Regions from separate parts of the Gossypium arboreum genome. Here region 1 is linked to region 2. The links are chromatin contacts, called in public Hi-C maps. All regions are on one chromosome and are shown on one strand. Each heading gives the region's core, a stretch centred on a gene start, on an enhancer-like site or on the middle of the called end of the contact. The rest is flanking DNA. Distances are from core to core; before and after follow the strand shown.

Region 1 (4,628 bases), core at 1,537-4,036, 160 kb after region 2:
AACATCTTTTCTCAAAAAGTAAGGTCAAATGTTACAGGCGAATCAATATCTTTTTACAGACGGGAAACAAATCTTTAATCTTGAAGTCGTAATGCCGATAAATGGAGAAAGTTCATTGGGACTTTCATAAATAAAATAAACCCATAAATGCCATTGTCAAACGTCACCAACATCAAAATTATTAGTTTACCATTGAAAAACAAAATACGAGAACTGAAGCACCGTCACTCCCAATCTAAAAATATTCAATAATCGTATGTAGTGACAGTTGTATAAAATAGGGAAAACAAATCCTGTAGAAGCGGATGATTCGGCTCCTTGTAATCAGAGCTCCTTTGGGCCCCAAATGTTCGATTAAAATTATCTAATATGATTACGTCAACACGGCTTTTAGCCCATGATGTCACTCATTTTCCTCACTAGTCGCGCGTGTGACTCAACCAAAAACCGATCCTACCTACTAGATAAACGGTTCTGATCTCAGCTTTGGTTGCCGCCATCACCGCTAATAATTACGCATACTAATAAAGTGAGAACGGGATGGATAAAATATTTCTGACTAGGTCGACGGAAGAAGACTTCCTTAATCAAATGACAAAGCTCCTTGCCTGTCCTCTACCTAGAAAAGGCCATAAACCTCTGGCCCACAGCCAACCCATTTATATATTAATTTTCAATAAATTTAGTATATAATTATTTTTACCAAGTTTTGACATCTATAATAAAATTGGAACATAATCACATGGTACATGGGAGACTTGAATTTTTTTTTTTTTATATAATAGGTGACTTGATTGTACAATCGATAACTAAGGGAATGGGGGTACATAAAAATGTTTAATCATTAACTTGTTATAAACAAGTTTACCTTTTTTAAAGAAAAAGGCTTGAATGTTGATACAGTCATACAGAAGTCTGAATTTTGTTCAAGCACTTCGTATTTCGTAAACAACTCGTAAATGCGGCACGTGCTTTACTAGACAATTAACGGGTAGCTCTTCCTAAAGGCCAAATCGGCTTGTCTGTAATTTTTAGCCATTTCTTTTGACCTTTTTTGAACGGAAATAATTATTTACCCCCTAAAAGATTCCAAGACTCTTTTCCAATTACGGCTGTTCTTTTTTACCTCCTACATTTTTTTCTTTCATTTTTTTCTTTTAAAAAATTATCTTAACAAGTTTTGTCCTAGTATTATATTTTAATCTTCACTCATGTAAGCTCAACTTTACAACCAAATCGTAATTTGACCAATCACCGCCTATTACTAAATTGTAATTAATGCAACTGTTGGGAGCTTAATTATGTTGTCAGGTTTATGAATACCAGTATGGCCTTAGTCTAGATTTTGCTTTGCTTTAATGAGCAGAGGCAGGGAGAGTAGGGGATTTGAGATTTTATAACCAAACAATACGGCATGTAAGTTAATTTGCGGTCGACTGTGTACATCTCCTAGAAAAACGACGTCAGCACATGGCTAGGGGCCATTATGTAAAAGACTCTGGACTTTGTTAAAGAAGAAGAAGATTTATATTGTTTAGCAGGGGCTAAAAGACTAAAATCCCATGCTTCGATGTTTCTTATTTCCTAAATATAGTCTCTACGAAACGTTAAAGAAGAATCCCATAGTTATAATTCATCAATAGATCTTTTTAGATAATAAAATAGATCATTTCACGCACATACACTACATATGCTTTATTAATGTACTTTTGATTCCATGCAAAATGTCCTGTCTGTCTCAAGAGTTTTATTAATATGTAAATCAAATTGTCAGATTACTAAATATATATTACTTGAGCGCAAAATAAAATAATGCAATTCGTCGACAAATAGCTGAATCATCGATACTTAGAACATGCATGACACATAGAATGAAAAAGGATGACGTTAAGCGAATTACGTATCTCTAACGTAAGGTGTTTTTTTTTTTTTTTGGTGGGGTGGGGGGAGATTAGAAAAAGGAAGAAGAATAGAGAAGAGGCTTACTTGAAGGAAGGAGGGTTGGAAGGCCACTCAGGAACATACTTGTGGAGAGGATAGCAGTGTAATCGTAGGTAATCTCTCCAGTTATGAACCTTCTCCTTTTTAACATTAAAACTGGTGGAAAGTCTCATTGTTTTGGAAGGGTCATCTGAGTAAAGCTTCATCTTCTCCTCCACCGGCAAACCAAAGAAGTCATGCGCTACTTGTAACATTCTTTCCACCGCTTCTTTCGATACTCCATGATTAATAACCTCATAATATAATATTTACAAATTAATTAATCCCACAAAACCAACGCAAAAATTTATCAGAGATACAGTAGCAGGAAGGAAGGATGATTTGCAGGGCGGCGAAGGACTAGACTAGTACCTGAAAGAAACCATAGTTGATGCAGGCAAGAGCAATTTGTTGTACAATATGGCTCCTGTCCTCACACCCTAAGTCGATGACTGGGACGTTGTCGCACTGCGACACTTCAGACAAGCGGGGACGCTCAGATTCAGGTCTCACATAACTTTCTGGCAAACTAGAGTAGTGGATTCCAGAAGAAAGAACCTTTGTATCCATGACACCCACCAAAAAAAAAAATGAATTCACAGAGTTGGAGGGAGTGGGGGAGACTGGGATTAATCACACGCTCCGATAGCAAAAGGGTAGTATCGCTTAGTTAACCAAGTTCATTAGCTTCTAGGAGAACGATGAATACCCATGTTCCGACTTGAATCTTTGTAATTTTATTTATAGTGGTGGATTGGATGACTTCTCTCTCATTCTGAATATTTTTTATTAATTTTAGATGGAAATTTTGAAGATATATATAACTTTTTTTATTTTTTGCTTAGCTTATACTGAAACATATATCTTATGCTTTTATTTTGTGATTTCAATTTAATATTAATTTCTTCTCTTTAGAATTGATGTTTTATGATTTTTAATCCTAAAAATAAATGTATTATAAAATTAAAAATTATATTTCAATTCAATTAAATGTAAATGATAAAATATTTGTATTTAAGTTTTCAAACTAAAGATGTGAGTTGAAAAGCATTTAAAAGTTTTTTTATTTAAAATTTGAGAAATTATGTGTAAAATTATTTTTATATAAAAATATTTTTAGTACACACCAATCGTTGGACCAATTTATGGATAACCCTCTATCCCTTATTCTTTATAAATAAATAATATTATAATCTTTAAAAAATCGTAATATTTATACCTAAAATAGTAATTAAAGGATCGAAATTATCCTAATTCTTTTTAGAACAAATTACTCTAATCTGAATTCGTATAATACATATAGATAGATATAGTGATCCAATGGGAAGGAAACCCCATAATTTAATTGTTTTACATGGAAGGTTCTACAAGTTCAATTTTAATAATACAATTAAATATATATATATATATATATATATTCGAATAATTATAAAATAGCATTAGTTTTAATACGACCATACTAAGTATTTTAAGTTTTACTTACATGACTTTCCCTTTATTTAGTGACGAATTTAGGTCTAAAATCCAAAGAAAACAAAAATAAAGTTTGGGTAATCTATATGTATCAAATCAATTTAATTTAAGCATCAAAAGTTAATTGGTTCAGTTCATCAATTTTTAAATTTAATTTTTACAATATCTGTATCTTTTTTATTTATCAAAACAACTGCTTAATTTATATTATAAAAATAAAATTTTTTAGTTAAAAGTCCACTCTTATCCCTTTTATTTTGATATTCAACAAATTGGTTCTTCTAAAAAATAGAGTAATTTAATTCCTATCAATTTTGAAATTGAGCAACTAATGACAACCAATCACAGCTTTTCATCAATTGTACATAATTTTACTGTCATAATAACAAATTTAGTCCTCAAAATTTACACATTTCATTAATTTGGTCTTCATACGACATATTTTGTCCACAACATTAATACATTTTGTAAATTTAGTTAAAAATTCAACAAAATTAGCTTCATTCACTTGTTCTGTCAACATCTACATAAAATATATAATCATCAAGGGCTAAATTTGTTATCATACTAATAAAATTATATGCAATTGACTGAAAATATTAACGCCGTGATTAATTGTCCTTAACAAGATTAAATTGTTCTAATTTTTTAAAAAATTAATTTATTTAATATCAAAATTAAAAGAAACTAAAGAGGTGTTTTCATTAATTTTATCCTATTTGAATTTTTTTTTAATATTTGTAAATTAAAATTCAACCACACCAAATATGTTCTTCATTATGTGGACTAAATTTTATAAAACTCAAAATCAAACACTATATTTTGAATCAAATTTAATTTCATTGCTTTTGTTCTCGGATCTTTGGACACAAGAACTCAAGCACCGAAGGCATACACACACACACACACGAATTCTGTTTGATCTCCTTACACACGTAAGTGATATTAATTGGGACTTATAATTAGAGATTTAGAAAGTTGGTGACTCATACTTCGGCCCTTTTTCTCTTGTGGGTGGGTTACTTCAAATATTTCTATGAAAATTAAGGCATATTTCATGCATGTGAACAATAAAAAGACATGTTTTTTACAAGTGGAAATTAAAATTAAAAAGGAAAAAAAAAAGCTGATGCAACAGTAACTTCTAGAACACCTTGATGACATATTTTTAGCAT
Region 2 (5,366 bases), core at 692-3,191:
AATTTAAATTAATAAATATGTAAAAAATAGAGTTCATATTATAGTAATCTACATTAAAATTAATAAAATTAAAAATGTAATTTTATATTAATTTATTTTAAATTAACAAAATTAAATGTATAAAAACTAAAGTACATTATTTAATTAAAACATATTATGTTAAACATACAATTAAGTCATTAAATTCTAGAAATTTTGTTGATATAAGTCACCAACAAAAAGGAAAAGATGGTGGAGAAAAGGGTTGGTTCACCTATGACAGGCGGAGAGATAAAGTAAAGAGAGGGAGGAGAATGAGAAGGATTGCTAGGATTGTTGTGTAGGGTTTTCTGAGGAAAAGAAGCCGATCATTGGTGCCTCATGCACCCAAGTTTATATAGGGGGTCGTCTTTTTTCTTGTAGTGTCACATAGCTGACAGTATAACGTCCTGCATGTTTGTGTAGGTCAGCTAGATGGTAGAGTCATTATAGGCCAGTTTGTCTCCATGGAGTGTATTTTATGTTCCTACTTTAATATTCTTGTCCTCAGGGTCGTATGAGTTGGTTATGTTTTGGCGGTCCCTACGGAGGGTGAATAGCGGGTTGTCTCCATGCTGGTTCGGATAAGATTCATAAAGGGCCATCTACGAACCATCCTACATGAATGGTTAATATAAATGATTCCTTATGGAGGGTTGTACGCGAATTGCTCCCAATGGAGGGTTATTTGCTGATTGTCCAACAACTTGCCATATGTCTTGCCATATGTCCTGCTGAGTGGAGGTATAACAATTGCCTTCCAGTCGAGAGGTAAGTTATAAAGTGGCTTGTCGAGACCTTTCAGATAGCCAACCATTGTAAAGGGTTAGTAGAGCGAGTCATGTCATAGGTTAGTAGGTGTTTATTTATTGACTTGATTGAATATTTGTATTTTTATAGAAGGATTATGGTTAAAGTTTGTTATGATTATTATTGAGACTTCTAAAGAGATCAAAATATATTTCTCCAAAATTTTTTCTCACTCATAATTTCTAGAAAATGATGATATAAACATTTATTAAATCAGTTCAAGTAATCATTTGAAAATATAGTATTCAAGATTGAATACATAGAATGTGATATATTATGTGATGTTGTCTTGAGGGGAGTAAATACATACTGTACTCTTTTTCTCTTAACTGAGGTTTTGTCCAACTAGATTTTTCTAGTAAGGGTTTTAATGAGGTAACATGTTATGCATATTTTAGATAGAAAATATTTAGTACATTGCCATTGGTGTTTTAGACTTCACAAATAGGTTTAGGGTTGACAAGTGTATTAAGAGATAGAGAGAGAGAGATGAATTTTTTAAGGTTAATTGTGGAATAAAAAAGTACATTGTATGTGTACTCTTTTTTTTTTTTCAAAAATTTTTTTTAGTTTTTGTCTTAATAAGGTTTTAACGACGTACATTATCTAAAGATGGACACTCAAGTGGAGTGTTATAAATGTTTTATTATTATAAAGTGGATGTCTATTAGAATAAGAAGTTTGATATACTTTACGACTCTACTATCCATTAGGAGTTAAGTTTTATTTTCTTTATACTTCTTATATCTATAAATATAAATTTTAAACAAGCATTGTAAATATCATGATCAATAAAATAATTACTTTTAGTCTTATTTCTCTTTTGTTTATTCCTTTATTTTTATTTTATGATATTAATATATTAATTAATAAAAATATATTTATATAAAAATATTTATTATTATATAATAATTTAGAACAAAAGCTAATCCAAATTACATTAGACCACATCGAAGGTCTAAACAAATCCAACGAATCAAGTTGAACGGATATAACCCAATAATTAAATAAGCCCACCGTTCCTACCGGGGGAGGGGAAGTGAACTCAGTGGAGTAATAATAAAAAAAAAAAAAAGAAAAGGTGCGGGTGAGGGGTTATCATTTTAGGTGGTGGGCACCGAGTAGCTGTACAGGGGAAATGGGGACCATGAATGAAGTGGTTGTTGAGACAAAACACCATATATAACCCCTCTTCGTGCCTATCAGCCATTACCACTATCATTTAAACTCTTTGTCAGCGTTTCCGATAAAACTCCAATATCCCAAAACAATGGGTTCAACCGGTGAAACCCAAATGACTCCCACCCAAGTCTCGGATGAGGAAGCCAACTTATTCGCCATGCAACTCACCAGTGCCTCAGTCCTTCCGATGGTCCTCAAGTCGGCCATAGAACTTGACCTGCTGGAGATCATGGCCAAAGCTGGCCCAGGTGCTTTCCTCTCCCCAAAAGAATTGGCTTCCCAGCTCCCCACCAACAACCCCGATGCACCTGTCATGCTAGACCGCATCTTGCGCCTCCTGGCTACCTACTCCATCCTCACTTGCTCCTTGCGCACTCTTCCTGATGGCAAAGTGGAGAGACTCTATGGTCTTGGCCCTGTCTGCAAATTCTTGACCAAGAATGAAGATGGCGTCACTCTTTCCGCCCTCAGTCTCATGAATCAAGACAAGGTCCTTATGGAGAGCTGGTCAGTACCTCCTCTACTTATTTTACTTCTTTCCTTTATCTTCAATTTTTTACGTCCTTACAATCTTTAAGGATCTCTCATTACTTTTAAACCCGGATTGCTTTTGGCATAAAAGATGCCACTGTTAGAAAGAGAGGAGATCTTTTAAAATAATTGCATGAATCAATTAAATTTATTTAAACTCCTGCTGTTTGTGACTTTAAGCATATCGCATTTTACTTTCAAGATACACATACTAAATATATTAATAACGAAAGGAGACATTGAAATTGAACGTGATCAGTTACATGAAGAAGAAACGATCATAGTAATACTTTATATGTGGTGAGTTTCAAGCATGTTGTTGATACTTAAAACAAAGTGTGGCTCCCAGTTTTAGTGGAATATATACAACTATGATCCTTCCTGATAACATGATCCTCAACTTTCAAGATTGAGAAGAAATGAGAGAAGCCGGGATCCCCTAGATAGGATGTATGTTATACTGCTACAGCATAAGTTAGGTAAATCTGATTAATAATTGAGGCCACCCGCTTGGCATTTGGAATAGCTTACCTAAAAACCGTATTTTTTTTCATATTTATAATAAAAAATAAAATAATGAAGATAAAGCTTTTTTTTTTGAAAGAGACATAAAGTTGATTTAATTAATGCATATGATTAATTTAAACATGAATTTTTTCACATAATATCAATTTTAATTTTGAATGTTTACAATTTTGTTAATTTAGTTTTTCTTTTAACTAAATTTAAAGCTCTAACTTTTAAAAAAATTCAATTTAACAATTAATATTTAAAAAAATTTAAATTATTGTTTTTAATGAAAACATTTATTAAAATGTTAAATTTTTAAGCATAACAAGCATGGCAATTCACATGAACTTTATTTAAATTTTAAATTTTTTATTTTTATAATTTTTAAATTATTTGTCATACCAACATAAAAATACATGTGGCCGCCACACAGGTTAACATGTCAATATCACTAAATTGAGATACCCTAATGTGGCAATGAGTTGGCAGTCAGGGACGGTTTTAATTTCAATTCAAACCAGAAATATGATTATCGATTACCCTTCAGTATGTTAGGGACAGGTTATCAAAATTTTCTAGCTAACAATTTCATATTACTCTTTGATCCTTCTTCATTTAGAATTCTTGAAAGTAGTGCTGAAAGTTTAAGCTATTTTGTATGTGAATGGATATTTGAAATGATATAACACAACTGGGCTGATGTGAAGGATCAAAGTTTCAACATTTCAAGCAAAGTGGTGAAGTTCATTAGTTAAGCGCAGAGATGTTGTCCAAGTTTAGATTGGATTGAGAAGTGTATTGAGAAGTGTGTATGTTGGACCATTTGCAGGTACTACTTGAAAGATGCCGTGCTGGAAGGTGGAATTCCCTTCAACAAAGCCTATGGTATGACCGCATTCGAGTATCATGGCACGGATCCTAGATTCAACAAGGTTTTCAACAGGGGAATGTCTGATCACTCTACCATTACCATGAAGAAGATTCTTGAGACCTATGATGGCTTTGAGGGACTCAAAACACTGGTCGATGTTGGCGGCGGTACTGGAGCTACGCTTAACATGCTTGTCACCAAGCACCCTTCTATAAAGGGCATCAACTTTGATTTGCCTCATGTCATTGAGGATGCTCCTGCTTATCCTGGTATGACGTTATCCATGTTTCCTTAAGTCATTTTAAGTACTTTCTAATTTCCTCCATGAATGGACAAAACTGCATTATTCCTTTTTTGAAACGAGAGTGGACTGTTTTTTGGTTGTAGGTGTGGAGCATGTTGGTGGAGACATGTTTGAAAGTGTTCCAAAAGGAGACGCCATCTTCATGAAGGTGAGTTTGAATTAATCAACTGAAAACACTAACAACTTCAGTTTTGGAATTGGCTGGTACATTAACCATGGTGAAAACACGTGTCCAAAATTTTACTAGCCTCATCAACCATGATTTGTGCTGATGCAGTGGATATGCCACGATTGGAGCGATGAGCACTGCTCCAAGTTTTTGAAGAAGTGCTACGAAGCTTTACCGGACAACGGAAAAGTAATTGTTGCAGAATGTATTCTCCCAGATTACCCAGATCCTAGCCTTGCCACAAAGTTAGTTGTCCATATTGATTGCATCATGTTGGCTCACAATCCTGGTGGGAAAGAGAGGACTGAGAAAGAATTCGAGGCCTTGGCAAGGAGTGCTGGGTTTCAAGGTTTCCAAGTAAAATGCTGCGCTTTCGGCACATACATCATGGAGTTTCTCAAAAGGGTTTGAACTTTGAATCTATGTGTTTTGGTTACATGCTTCACACTGTTATTTGGGCGATTGTCTCAAAGGTGGCTTGCACACAGAAAACAAATAAGGACGAGATTTTGTGCTGCTTGTGTATGATAAATACTGTTTTATACGTATGCTTATAATTCTATCCTGGCCTCAATGTAAACTAATAAGCAAATGTTGATTAATGTCATAAAACCTCGAGTTTGAGAAAAGAAATCATGAAGAAGCTGATTGTATTGTATAAATGTTCCTGTTTGCTGCCATTTTCTTTTACCAAAACTTGGGAAATGGTTGTCAAATCATCTTACTGGATCGTAAACCGGGTTTAACAAGTATCAATGTAGCTCCGGGCCTGGAAGATCTTCACCCTTAAAGGGCTGCTCAAGTTTGAATGCACTCCTCATCACAACTTAACAAACAAAAAATTTACTAAAGCACCACACAGTAATATAAATTAATTTGGTAAATATAATATATATATATTATTAATTAATTTAGAGAGCTGCATACACAAGTCTGGAAAACAAATTTTCACTAAAAATACCAAAAGCAAA

Evidence for each region. A called contact is a pair of places that touch in the nucleus more often than the background predicts.
Region 1: a Hi-C map of leaf shows a contact between it and region 2, with 3 times the contacts expected there. The contact joins the promoter of LOC108467955 here to the promoter of LOC108470190 in region 2. A contact is called at or near these places in 2 of 5 Hi-C or Micro-C datasets (both in leaf).

The regions. Positions count from the first base shown.
Region 1 is chr8:56,755,985-56,760,612 of ASM2569848v2, forward strand. It overlaps LOC108467955 (protein DOWNY MILDEW RESISTANCE 6-like), which reads right to left and starts at 2,787. Exons shown (of 4, transcript XM_017768785.2): 1 at 2,353-2,787; 2 at 1,987-2,234. The coding sequence starts at 2,550.
Region 2 is chr8:56,597,576-56,602,941 of ASM2569848v2, forward strand. It overlaps LOC108470190 (caffeic acid 3-O-methyltransferase), which reads left to right and starts at 1,942. Exons shown (of 4, transcript XM_017771455.2): 1 at 1,942-2,517; 2 at 3,881-4,191; 3 at 4,310-4,374; 4 at 4,504-5,057. The coding sequence starts at 2,099. The coding sequence ends at 4,806.